3 separate regions of the Pan troglodytes genome follow, and all the other regions are linked to region 1. Evidence: chromatin contacts called from public Hi-C data. All regions are on one chromosome and are shown on one strand. Each heading gives the region's core, a stretch centred on a gene start, on an enhancer-like site or on the middle of the called end of the contact. The rest is flanking DNA. Distances are from core to core; before and after follow the strand shown. Region 1 overlaps LOC104001998 (a long non-coding RNA gene). Region 2 has its middle 34 kb from the start of SPTSSA. Region 3 holds the start of SPTSSA (serine palmitoyltransferase small subunit A).

What was found. A called contact is a pair of places that touch in the nucleus more often than the background predicts.
Region 2: a contact with region 1 is called in a Hi-C map of stem cell-derived neural progenitor cells, with 4 times the contacts expected there. The contact joins two enhancer-like sites. A contact is called at or near these places in 2 of 7 Hi-C or Micro-C datasets (induced pluripotent stem cells and stem cell-derived neural progenitor cells).
Region 3: a contact with region 1 is called in a Hi-C map of stem cell-derived neural progenitor cells, with 7 times the contacts expected there. The contact joins the promoter of SPTSSA here to the enhancer-like site in region 1. A contact is called at or near these places in 1 of 7 Hi-C or Micro-C datasets (stem cell-derived neural progenitor cells) and 1 of 1 datasets of contacts at active chromatin or transcription factors (stem cell-derived excitatory neurons).

What each region holds. Positions count from the first base shown.
Region 1 is chr15:32,558,144-32,561,984 of NHGRI_mPanTro3-v2.0_pri, forward strand. The region is part of intron 1 of LOC104001998 (a long non-coding RNA gene); the gene reads right to left. Among named protein-coding and RNA genes, the nearest start is that of SPTSSA, 130 kb to the right of the region's middle. Within about 2 kb of position 1,983, at least 1 of the 24 cell types and tissues checked has an H3K27ac peak or open chromatin away from gene starts, as enhancers often do. A contact at or near this core is called in stem cell-derived neural progenitor cells, where this site is marked.
Region 2 is chr15:32,722,139-32,725,979 of NHGRI_mPanTro3-v2.0_pri, forward strand. No RefSeq gene overlaps it. Among named protein-coding and RNA genes, the nearest start is that of SPTSSA, 34 kb to the left of the region's middle. Within about 2 kb of position 2,108, at least 6 of the 24 cell types and tissues checked have an H3K27ac peak or open chromatin away from gene starts, as enhancers often do. A contact at or near this core is called in stem cell-derived neural progenitor cells, where this site is marked.
Region 3 is chr15:32,687,820-32,691,660 of NHGRI_mPanTro3-v2.0_pri, forward strand. It overlaps SPTSSA (serine palmitoyltransferase small subunit A), which reads right to left and starts at 2,046. Exons shown (of 2, transcript XM_016925987.4): 1 at 1,871-2,046. The coding sequence starts at 1,982.

The DNA of each region.
Region 1 (3,841 bases), core at 733-3,232:
ATAAAATTTCACAGAGCTATGCACACACACATACACAAACACAAAAAGTGCATATAGGCTAAGTGTGGTGGCTCATGTCTGTAATCCCAGCACTTTGGGAGGATGAGGCAGGTGGATCACCTGAGGTCAGGAGTTCAAGACCAGCCTGGCCAACATGGTGAAATCCCCATCTCTATTAAAAAAAAAATTAGCCAAACTTGTTGGCATGCACCTGTAGTCCCAGCTACTTCAGAGGCTGAGGCAGGAGAATCACTTGAACCCGGGAGGCGGAAGTTGCAGTGAGCCAAGAACACACCACCACACTCCAGCCCGGGCGACAGAGCGAGACTCAGTCTCAAAAAAAAAAAAGTGCATATAAAAACTGGTGAAATCTGAATAAAATCTGAACTTTAGTTAATACCAATGTCAATTTCCTGGTTTGCTAATGTGCTAGGGTTAAGATGCTATCTTAAACTAAGGGTATATGGGAACTCACTATACTATTTTCACCACTTCTCATGGGTAATTCTCAAGTATTTATACTCTAAAAGTACTTATACTTCTTATAAGTATTTATACTCTCAAAGTATCTCAAATTTTTTTTAATCTTAACCTAATAACAAAGTGGACCAAATGGAACATCTTTTGAGACTTTGTACCTCATCATGATTCAGGCAAGGCACAACCAGTATCAAAATACTCAGAGAAAGAGGCATTTACAAAAGGAAAGAAAAGTTCACCTTCCAAGAGAGCAAGAGAATCAGACTTCCGAAGGACTGGTCGGTTAAATAAAAAATATAACAAGGACTTACAGGGAAAATGTGCAGTATTACCAAAGTTACAAAATATCCATTCACGTGTTTCTGGTGAGAAAGCAGCAACCTACTCACTTGACTGCTGTATTCACAAAGCTCTCGCCATAGCTCTAAACATCCACATAGCAAATATGGGGTCCGGGGGCTTGTTTTGGAAGGTGCCCAAGTTTACAATAAACATTCACGTTTTATTATTTGGGGACCAGGCCTGTCAGGGTGACTCTGATACTTCTGATTTATCTCAGGGTGCAAAGTTTTTATGTTTTTGTTTTTTACTGTTAAAGGTGAAGTGTTTAGACATACTGGAAACAGAGCAGATTTGGCTTTTATGCAGAACATGTGTGATCTGCCAAAAGCACCTTCACTTTAACCCCTGTCATGACTGGGTCTGAGACTGATTTTCCCCACCACCCACTGTGACCCCACTGGGTCAAGGCTTGTGTCTGCGTGTCTGCTGTTTCTCATAGAGTATCACAGTGGAGAAATCATGAAGAATGCAGTCAACAAATTAAGAGGACTTGGAGACCATTCAAGAGTCTGGAACAAACTAATGAATGAATTATAAGAACTTAGGAAATAACAAAACAGTCAACATTCATTGGCTTATGAGATAGACACTACACAGAGTGCTTTCTATATATCATCTCATTTCATCCTCACCACAGAAGGCAGGCATTAGTCTCGTTCTCAGTGATGGGCCTGAGACTCCCCTGACTCCAGAGCTCATATTCGTAACCAGTACACTATGCCCACTTTTAGAAAAGGAAGCACTAAGGTTCACTAAGGACAAGCCATGCGTAATCTTATCACCTCTATAAATGGGACTTCCAAACTAACAGATCTGAGAAATAGGACAGACCTGATTTCAGCAAGGGATTGACAAGATTTTTATTATTAAGGAGAATGACAAGTTTGAAATGAGATCTTAAAGCCAGGACACAAGGAACAGAAACAATCACATGTGGGGATGCTTTAGTGAGAATTAAAGCTGCAGATGAAGAGGCTGGAGTGCATGGATTTTTCCATAGTCTCTAGGTATGTTGTGTGTTTTTCTCGATACGTGAATCTAACCAGTGAAATTCTTCTCACGCCGAGCCCCCAGTTTGTTCCACCTGGAAATTATTAATACCTTGTCTTCCTGCCTTTGACCTGGAACGGCAGTGTGAGAATATTCTCCCAGGGGGCAGCAGAGAGCAGCAGGACGCTCCAGCATTGGAAGCCATACCCTGGAACCAGCTCAGACCTGTCCTCAGGGGCACCCAGGCTGGGCCCAAAATCTCAGAGTGTGCAAACACAAGCCTTCATAAACTGCCCCTACTAAACCTCACCTGCCCCAACCAGCACCACAGATACAAATCACACTGCCAAGGCAAATGGCAGAAGGAAGGGTGAGGCAGGGATAAGAAACTATATACACACCGATGGGGAGGGGGAAGCCTCACCTGCTTTAACCCAACTTGTTTTTCAGGTCCAGAAAAGCTGCACCCTTTGCAGCTTTGCTTCATGTCCATGTATTAAATGCATATTCACGCAGAAAAATGTATCATGAGAATGTTAAATAAGAAAGGCCCCTGACCTGAGGCTCTCTGTACTCTCAGTTCCTAGGTAATGAACCGCAACCTAACTTAGCACATAAACTGAAAACCTAACTTGGGAGAATAACAAACAGCTGAGTCTCAGCCAGTCTGCAGCCCAGCTTCAGCCAATCACAGGCTGCCAACTGATCAGACCCGAGGCCAAATAAGGCAACAGCTGAGCTGCAACCAACCAGGCTATTTCTGTACTTTAACTTGTTTTCTATATCACTGCTTCTTTGCAGAGTTCTCTGAATCTTTTGTAATTCTGAGTGCTGCCCGATTCATGAATCATTCCTTGCTCAAATAAACTGCTAAATTTAAATTGTCTAGAGGTTGTTTTGTTTTTTTAACAAGAGGCTTGTTTAAAAAGGCTCCTACTGAGGCAGGAGAATAGGATCTGGAGGCAGGAAACCTTCACGCAGACTTCCTAGAACTAAATTGAAAGGAAAACCCTAACTTTCCACACCTAAGCAACAAAACGACCAGAGGCTACTCTCTTTGACCTTTTCTGCACGACAAATGGGAAATTGGGTGTCAACAACAAATCAGACTGATTGCAGGTGGAGTCTTCTTTTGCAACTTGGTAACTTCACTCCAGCCTCTGAATAGTTGCGGTCCACAACCAGTCAGACCGATTGCAGGCCAAGTCTTCGTTTGCACATAGAAGTATAACTTTGTAACTTCACCCTAGCCTCCGATTGGTTGCAAAATGCCTCTGATAGGTTTGCACAGGAGTGACCTTTGTAACTTCAGCCTCTGGTTGGCTGCTTTCTGCAACGAGACTGATTGTAGGCTACCAATTCATTTACATGAGGTGAGCATGAAGTGGCCAATGGGAAACTTCCAGTGGGTATTTGGACCCAAGAAGATTCTGTATCCGGGCTCTTGAGCCGCAGCTCGGGTTCGCTCCCACCCTACGGAGTGTACTTTCGTTTTCAATAAATCCCCGCTTTCATTCTTTTGTTGCTTCTTTGCTTTGGTGGGCGTTTTGTCCAATTCTTTGTTCAAAATGTCAAGAACCTGGACACCTTGCAGTCACAACCCCACTACCAGTGACACTACTGCCTCTCAGACAAGAACACCCAGAGGCTGGGCACGGTGGCTCACGCCTGTAATCCCAGCACTTTGGGAGGCCAAGGAGGGCGGATCACAAGGTCATGAGATCGAGACCATCCTGGCTAACATGGTGAAACCCCGTCTCTACTAAAAATACAAAAAATTAGCCGGGCGTGGTGGCAGGTGCCTGTAGTCCTAGCTACTCGGGAGGCTGAGGCAGGAGAATGGCGTGAACCCGGGAGGCGGAGCTTGCAATGAGCCGAGATTGCGCCACTGCATTCCAGCCTGGGCGACAGAGCGAGACTCCGTCTCAAAAAAAAAAAAGAACACCCAGAGAAGAGCAAGGAGGGTGTGTGGCCCAAAGGTGAGGTTTCCTTTCTATCCCCTCAAACTTTTACTTTAAGGGCCACTCAG
Region 2 (3,841 bases), core at 858-3,357, 160 kb after region 1:
TAGTCCCAGCTACCCAGGAGGCTGAAGCAGGAGGATTCCGTGAGCCGGGGAATTTGAGGCGGCAGTGAGCTCTGACTGTACCATTGCTCCCCAGCCTGGGCAACAAAACAAGACCCTGTCTCAAAAAAACAAAAACAAAACACACTGGGGAAGGCACATTTCACGCAAGTCTGTGTCATCCGTGTAATGCTCTCTGGGAATCTCTACGAAGGCACATGATATATTTTGACAGACTGTGATCCTCCCTAGGAATTATTTATCACGTCATATAGAGGAAAGCTGTCTTGCCCGGTGCAGTGGCTCATGCCTGTAATCCCAGCACTTTGGGAGGCTGAGGAGGGTGGGTCACCTGTGGTCAGGTGTTCCAGACCAGCCTGGCCAATGTGGCAAAACCCCGTCTCTACTAAAAATACAAAAATTAGCCAGGCGTGGTAATGCACACCTGTAATTCCAGTTACTTGGGAGGCTGAGACAGGAGAATCGCTGGAACCCAGGAGGCGGAGGTTGCAGTGAGCTGAGATCACACCAGTGTACTCCAGCCTGGGCGACAAAGCGAGACTTCGTCTCAAAAAAAAAAAAAAAAAAAAAAAAAAGGAAAGCCATCTTGGCAGCCTTGTGTTGCAGAACTTTTCCTTAGTTCAGCTAAGGATGGGGTCCTTGTCCATCCCATGGCCAAGACAACTGAGGCTCGTAGATGGTCTGAAGGGTGAGTAAAGCAGGGTTTTATTAGGTAAAAAAGAAGAAAAGGGGGAAGCAGGGACTAATAAGCAGGGACCACTATATTTGATTCAATAAAGTAATTCTGAACCAAAAGCTAAACACTTAAAAGCCAAAGTTGGCCGGGCGCGGTGACTCACGCCTGTAATCCCAGTGCCTTGGGAGGCCGAGGCGGGCAGATCACCTGAGGTCAGGAGTTCAAGACCAGCCTGGCCAACATGGCGAAACCCCATCTCTACTAAAAATACAAAAATTAGCCAGGTGTGGTGGCTAATGCCTGTAATCTCAGCTACTTGGGAGGCTGAGGCAGGAGAATCTCTTGAACCTGGGAGGCAGAGGTTGCAGTGAGCTGAGATCATGCCATTGCACTTCAGCCTGGGCGACAATAAGTGAAACTCCATCTCAAAAAAAAAAAAAGCCGAAGTTACTTTATAAAGCAGCTTACTCAGTAAAAGAAGAAAGATTACTCTGGCCCTAGTCCCTAAAGCCCTGCAAAACCTGGCATTTCTGCACATGCATGGGAACCCTGGGGAACTCCCACCTGTTTGGCAATTTACAGACCCAGGAACAGAGCCTAGCGCGTTGGCTCACACCTGTAATCAGCAGTAGAAGGCCAAGGCAGGCCGATCACTTGAGGCCAGGAGTTGGAGACCAGCCTGGCCAACATGGAGAAAACCCATCTCTACTAATAATACAAAAATTAGCCTGTGTGATGGCATGCACCTGTAACCCCAGCTACTCAGGAGGCCGAGGCAGGAGAATCACTTGAACCTGGGAGGCGGATGGTGCAGTGAGCCAAGATCAGGTGACTGCACTCCAGCCTGGACAACAGAGGGAAACTGTCTCAAAAACAAAACAAACAAACAAAAACACAAGAACAGGGGACAGGAAAAGCCACTTCGTTTGGGAGCCTTTAAAGTCATTAATGTTAGCTACTTCTACGTCAGCACAGAGGAATTACACACCAAGGTGGTCTAAGATGTTAAGAATTCATTTAAACATGAGACTACTTCTTTTGGATTCTGTAAGTGCTAATGTTGAGAAATTCATGACTATTGCTTACCTGTTTGCATTTTATTTAAGGATGTTCTGGAAGAGCATTATCACATTTTCCCATCAGAGCTTGTGCAAAGAGGAAGCATTAGTGCTTCCTCCATCACTAAAGGAGAGGCCTTGCTTTTGAAGGCGGGGCCAGAGATTCTGCAAGTAGCTCACAGCATGGCTTAAGGCTCTGCGTGAAGGCTCAAGTTAGCCGATTTTGACACATATGCAAATGATTATTTGCTAATCAAGCAACAACCAGAGTCATTAGCGCCTTTACAGCCCTTGGGATTGTGAGGACAAGTTGGTCAGGAGACAGGTGGCGCTCACTACCCCCATCTTGGATCTGTTGAGAGTTGCAGATCAGTAAAAACTTGGGAGCAACCCCGATGACTCATGTCTGAGTTGTCTCAACAGTGTGTTCCGGGAACTGGTAGAACAAATGGAATCTTTCAAAGGCCCAGGTCGCAAGAAGCTCACAGCCCAGATATGTAAGCATTACGCACAATTCCATTACCCCTGCAAGGCAAGCAGCCCACGCCAGCAACAGAGGCCAACCAGCCACAGGCTTCACTCAGGCAGCTTTGGTTTCATCTACAGATCCTGCTTTATTGTAACATGAGCACTGATGAAAAATTGGTAGGACTGAGAAAGTTAAAACTCTGCCCTGCCCAGATTAGGATAACAGACACACATAAAGGCATCTACAAAATTAAGAAGAAAGCGTCTCTCCCAACGACACATTACAGCTGTAAAGTATTGTCTTCTTTGAATGACCACTGCTCTCTTACTGAAAGCCTTTGTTCTCGGAAATCACAGAGTATCAGAAACTTTGCTGTATGAAATTCTATCAGTAAGAATGAAATGTTCCACTCTTGGCCAGGTGACTCTAAGTCACCTTAATACAGAGAAGCAGCCTTAATTGACAAGCCAAGTCCAAGGCTTCCGAATGGGGATCTGTGGACACAGCATTCCTCATCTAAACTTTGCAGTTTCCAAGGAAACAACACTCTAAGGGCATTTTGCAGTTCAGGCCTGACATTGATTCTTTTACACAAGCCCTGTTTTGCTTTGAGTTGTCAAAACACTGCTTCATTGAAAGTTTATCTCCACCCTTCCCCCAAATCCTACATAAACTGTCCTTTGGGGGCAGGCGTGGTGACTCATGCCTGTAATCCCAGCACTTTGGGAGGCTGAGGTGGGCGGATCACTTGAGGTCGGGAGTTCTAGACCAGCCTGGACAACATGGTGAAACCCCGTCTCTACTAAAAATACAAAAATTAGCAAGGCGTGGTGGCAGGCGTCTGTTATCCCAGCTACTGGGAGGCTGAGGCAAGAGAATCACTTGAACCTAGGAAGCGGAGGTTGGAGTGAGCCCAGATCATGCCACTGCACTCTAGTCTGGACAAGAGCAAAACTCCGTCTCAAAAAAATAAAATAAAATAAAATAAAAAACACACACAGAAAAACAAACAAAAAACTGTCCTTTGGTCCTCTGGTGTACAGTCTACCTCATTGCAACGGGTTAATAAACCTGACTTTCTCAGATTCCAAGTCTGTGCCTGAATGGGCTAGGACTGCATCGCAATCTATGAGAACCCTGCTGGTCTCAAAAAGGCTACATAACAATCTGTTTAGTATAGTATTTGGGATATGACTATACATGTGTTGCAGGGAAAAACATTTAGCAAATTTATGCCCGAGATTCAGTTTCTTAATAAATATAGTCATTTGTTAGCTTAAAACTTAATTCTGTCCTTGAATTATGATTATTAAAATGTGAAAATAGCATTTTAAGAGCCTTAAAGTCTGCTTTAAAAGAAAAGTAAGATATGGGACCAGGCATGGTGCCTCACACCTGTAATCCCAGCAGTTTGGGAAGCCCAGGTGGGAGGATTGCTTGAGCCCAGGAATTTGAGACCAGCCTGGGCAACATAGTGAACCCTTGTCTCTAAAAAAAAAAAAAAAAAAAAAAAAAAAATTGTTTTTTAATTAGCAAGGCATGGTGGGGCACACCTATAGTCCCAGCTACTTGGGAAGCTGAGAGGGAGGATTGCTTGAGCCTGGGAGGTAGAGGCTGCAG
Region 3 (3,841 bases), core at 796-3,295, 130 kb after region 1:
AACAATTGCATTTCTAACCTGAGTTAATTCAATAACGTGAAATTTGAAATAAGATTTTTTTTATCTTAAGTTTAAAATCATAAGGTTCTGTAATATTGGATGTCAGTTGGTTGCAGTTCTCACCTATTTGGAAAAAAAATTGAAACTACTTGTCGCTAAACCAATGGTAACTCAAAAACATTAAAGGCAAATATCTACTAAGGCACTATATTTCATTTCATAATTTATTTCTCCATCCCCCAAAAAAGCCATCACCTAGTTATTTATAGGACACTATCACTATTGCAACATAACAGAAAAATCTTAACATCATTGATAACTGTAGCATTTTAGTGTGTAAAATCTATATTAGATTTTAGGTGTCAAATCTATACTAGATTCTAATAGTGCACTCTATATTCAACCTCTGATTTAAAGAGTTTCAATTTAACCCAGCATTGTTTAAATTAATTTTAGAATGTGTTATGTCAGTCAAGATATACTTGCTTCTACTGAGAGACTTCTATTAAATATGCATTCAAGTATATATTTTACAAGGCATGACCTTGCAAGCCCTAAAGAGTGAGACTAAACTGCAGCTACAAATAAATGGTGCAGGAAATCAAAGCAAACTATATTCAGAGTCTAAATCCAAAATATGCATTCTGGTTCTTAAATTCCAGGTTTGGAAAGAAATGCCAACAGTAATAAATAAATAAACTGCTTTGAAAGCATCTCAAATTCCTCAAAAGTGCTTAAACAAAAGACTCAGCTTTGAGTACAACCTTAAGCTATCTCAAAACAAATAAACACACTTGATAAGGCTTAGAATGAAATTACCTCAGTCACTCACTGGAATGCAACAATGCATTCGCAAAGTTATTCTGAAGTAAGCTACTCCAACTAAACCACACTGAAAAGGAGAGAACGTGGATAAACTAAACATGTTTTGTGAAATACCTGTTTTGTATTGGCCTGAGTTTTTTAAAAGTTACATCTCATTCATTATCAGTATTTAATCTGCAAGAATATCATCAAAGGATGTCAATATGGACAAGCAGAGACAAGAAACATCAGACTTTCAGGGAGCCTATCTTCACAACCCTGAGTTATTAATTGAAGTTCTCGAAGTTAGATAAGTTAAGATACAGACAACGTGCTTTGCACAAATGCTTTGCTTATAGTAACCACTCAGTAGTCATTAACAAGAATTTATTAACTATCCACCAAAACAGTTTCAAACCCTACCGACAACTAACCACAAATTGCACCACTTTTCGGGCCGACTTCTACGGACGGTGCACAGAAGCAATAAATACACTTTTAAAACTCCCCAACTTGAAGACCAAAAAGATACAATAACTTAAACTGCTTTCAAAAACTACTGGAGTGTCATGCCTACAAATTCAGAACCTGGCTTAAAAGCTAGTTAACTGATTAGAATTCTTGGTAGACCCAAAGCCAACTAAATCAGGAACACTTAAAGGTCAAAGGCGTCCAAGCCGGGAGCGATGTGCTCCACTGTTACATGATCCCCGCCTCCTACAGGAACAGGGGACTGAACCAAAGGCAGTTGCGGCCGAAGTGCAGGCGACACACAGGGTTACACATCACCTTCGGAGATTTCCTCCAGGAATCGAGACGCTTCTCCCTTGCGTCCAGCGACTCACAGGTGACCCCGGATCTCAAGAGTTCTCGTCTCCCCCACCCCCCACTTAACCCCGCGAGCGCCGCCCTCGGCCCCCAGACCTCCCCCTGCCCCCCGGCTTCCGCGCACAGGACCGGCGGGGCCGCCGCTCCAGCCTCCACCCCAGGCCCGGGGCCTGGGAAATGCGGCCCCGCGGCCCGCGCCCCCAGCCCGGCCCCCGCGCGCGCGGCCGGGACAGGATACTGAACACCGTCCGCTCCCAGGGCTCCAGCATGTAGAGCGCCGTGACCAGCAGGTACTGGTAGTAGAACCAGGACATCTGCTTCCAGGCCCGCGCCAGCGCCATCCCCGCCATGCGCCTCCCGCGATGCAGCTCACACGTCAGTCTGTCCGGCCGGCCGCCCGCTCACGTCCTAAAGCCCCCGGCCGCCAGGCCCGCCCGCCCGCCACCCAGCGCCCATTGGCCCGCCCGGCCCCGCCGTCACCCGCGGCACGCCCAGCCCCGCGCGCGCCCCGGCCGCCAGCCCCTAGCCCCGCCCGACCCGCGCTCATTGGCCAGGCCGCTACCTCGCGTCGCGTCGTCCCCTCCCGTTTCCCCGCCCGGGCATCGCCCACGCTAGCCGGAGAACGGTCCCCGCGAGAGCGCCCAGCCGCGCCGCGCCCCACCCCGCCCGGCCCGGCCGGTGGTGGGCGGGGCGTCAGTGCCGGCCGGGGTCCCGGGGCCCGCGCAGCCCAGCGGGCGCTCGGTCCATCCACACTGGCCGAGAGCGCTTGCGGAAGAAATATTTCTGCAACACTTGTTATGCCTCAGGCATCCTTCTGAGAAGGAGGATTGCCAGGGAGAACCGGAATGCCTTCGGTTCCTTACCTTGTGCAGCTGGCGGCCTAGCTGGGAGACAAGCATTAATCAAGTCGTGATCCGTGTAAGAGGAGATAAGGGGCTGAGAGAGGGTGAGGAGGCGAACGCCACCTAATAAGGAGGTCTGGAAAGGCGTCCTTGTAGAAGGGATGCACATTCGGCCTCCTTCCTCCCTTCCCCCACCCATGCACACACACACACACAAACACACCCACCTAGACGGACATAACCCATGCACTCCCTAACCCAGAGACCGCTTACCAAAAACATCTATCTGCCCACCTCTTAGTGGCTGTAGGTAACCACCAAGTGGGTCAAGGCCAGAAGCGCGCTGATCTAGTGGGTTCTGCAGATGACAGGCAGCTTGAGATTGGTATGAGGGCTGGTGATACTTCCTAGAGATGCACTCCTGGATGCCCAGATTTTCCCACTGCCAGATGGGCCAGCAACATTGCACTGGCCACAAGGAGCTCCATGCACTGGTGTAGCATGTGAACTGCCACAATTAAATGGCCTGCTGTTTAAATGTTAAAAGTCTTCCAGGTTAAACATACTATCTTCCAGGTTAAACATACTACTGCTTAAACTTTAAAAGTTTCATGGTTAATAACTATTCATTAAAAGTATCAAGTGCCGGCCAAGAGCCGTAGCTCATGCCTGTAATCCAAGCACTTTGGGAGGCTGAGGCTGGCGGATCACTTGAGTCCAGAAGGTCGAGACCAGCTTGAGCAACATGGTGAAACCCCGTCTCTACCAAAAAAAATAAGTAAATAAATAACAAAAAGTTAGCCAGGGGTGGTGGCGTGCACCTGTAGTCCCAGCTACTCAGGAGGTTGAGGCGGGAGGATTGCTCGAGCACGGGAGGTCGAGGTTGCAGTGAGCCAGGATGGTGCCACTGCACTCCATCTTAGGTGGCAGAGCAAAAGAAAGGAAAGAAAGGAGAGAGAGAAAGAGAGGAGAAAACAGAAGAGAAGAGAAGAAAAGAAAGAAAACAGTAAGTAATATCAAGTGCCAGACATTGGGATAGCAAGCCAGATAGACTGAGACCTGCCTTCATAAAGTACCCAGTCTGCTGGGGAAGAGAGGCAAGTTAATGGATTACAGTGAGGTGTGGTAAATGATATTTTTGTGGATCCTATCCTTTAGGATACCAAGATAGCCCAGACAAAATCAGATTGGGCTTGTGAAAGGCTTCTGAGAAATGGTGCTTGAACTGAGTGTTGAAGGACAAGCAGAAATGGAAGAATGAATGAGCTTGGGGAAGAGAGGGTGAGACAGACATTCTAAGGATGAAGTTGTGATGTTTTTAGAAGACTGGAAGAACTTCCATGTGGCTGGAGCAAAAAGAATGTGTA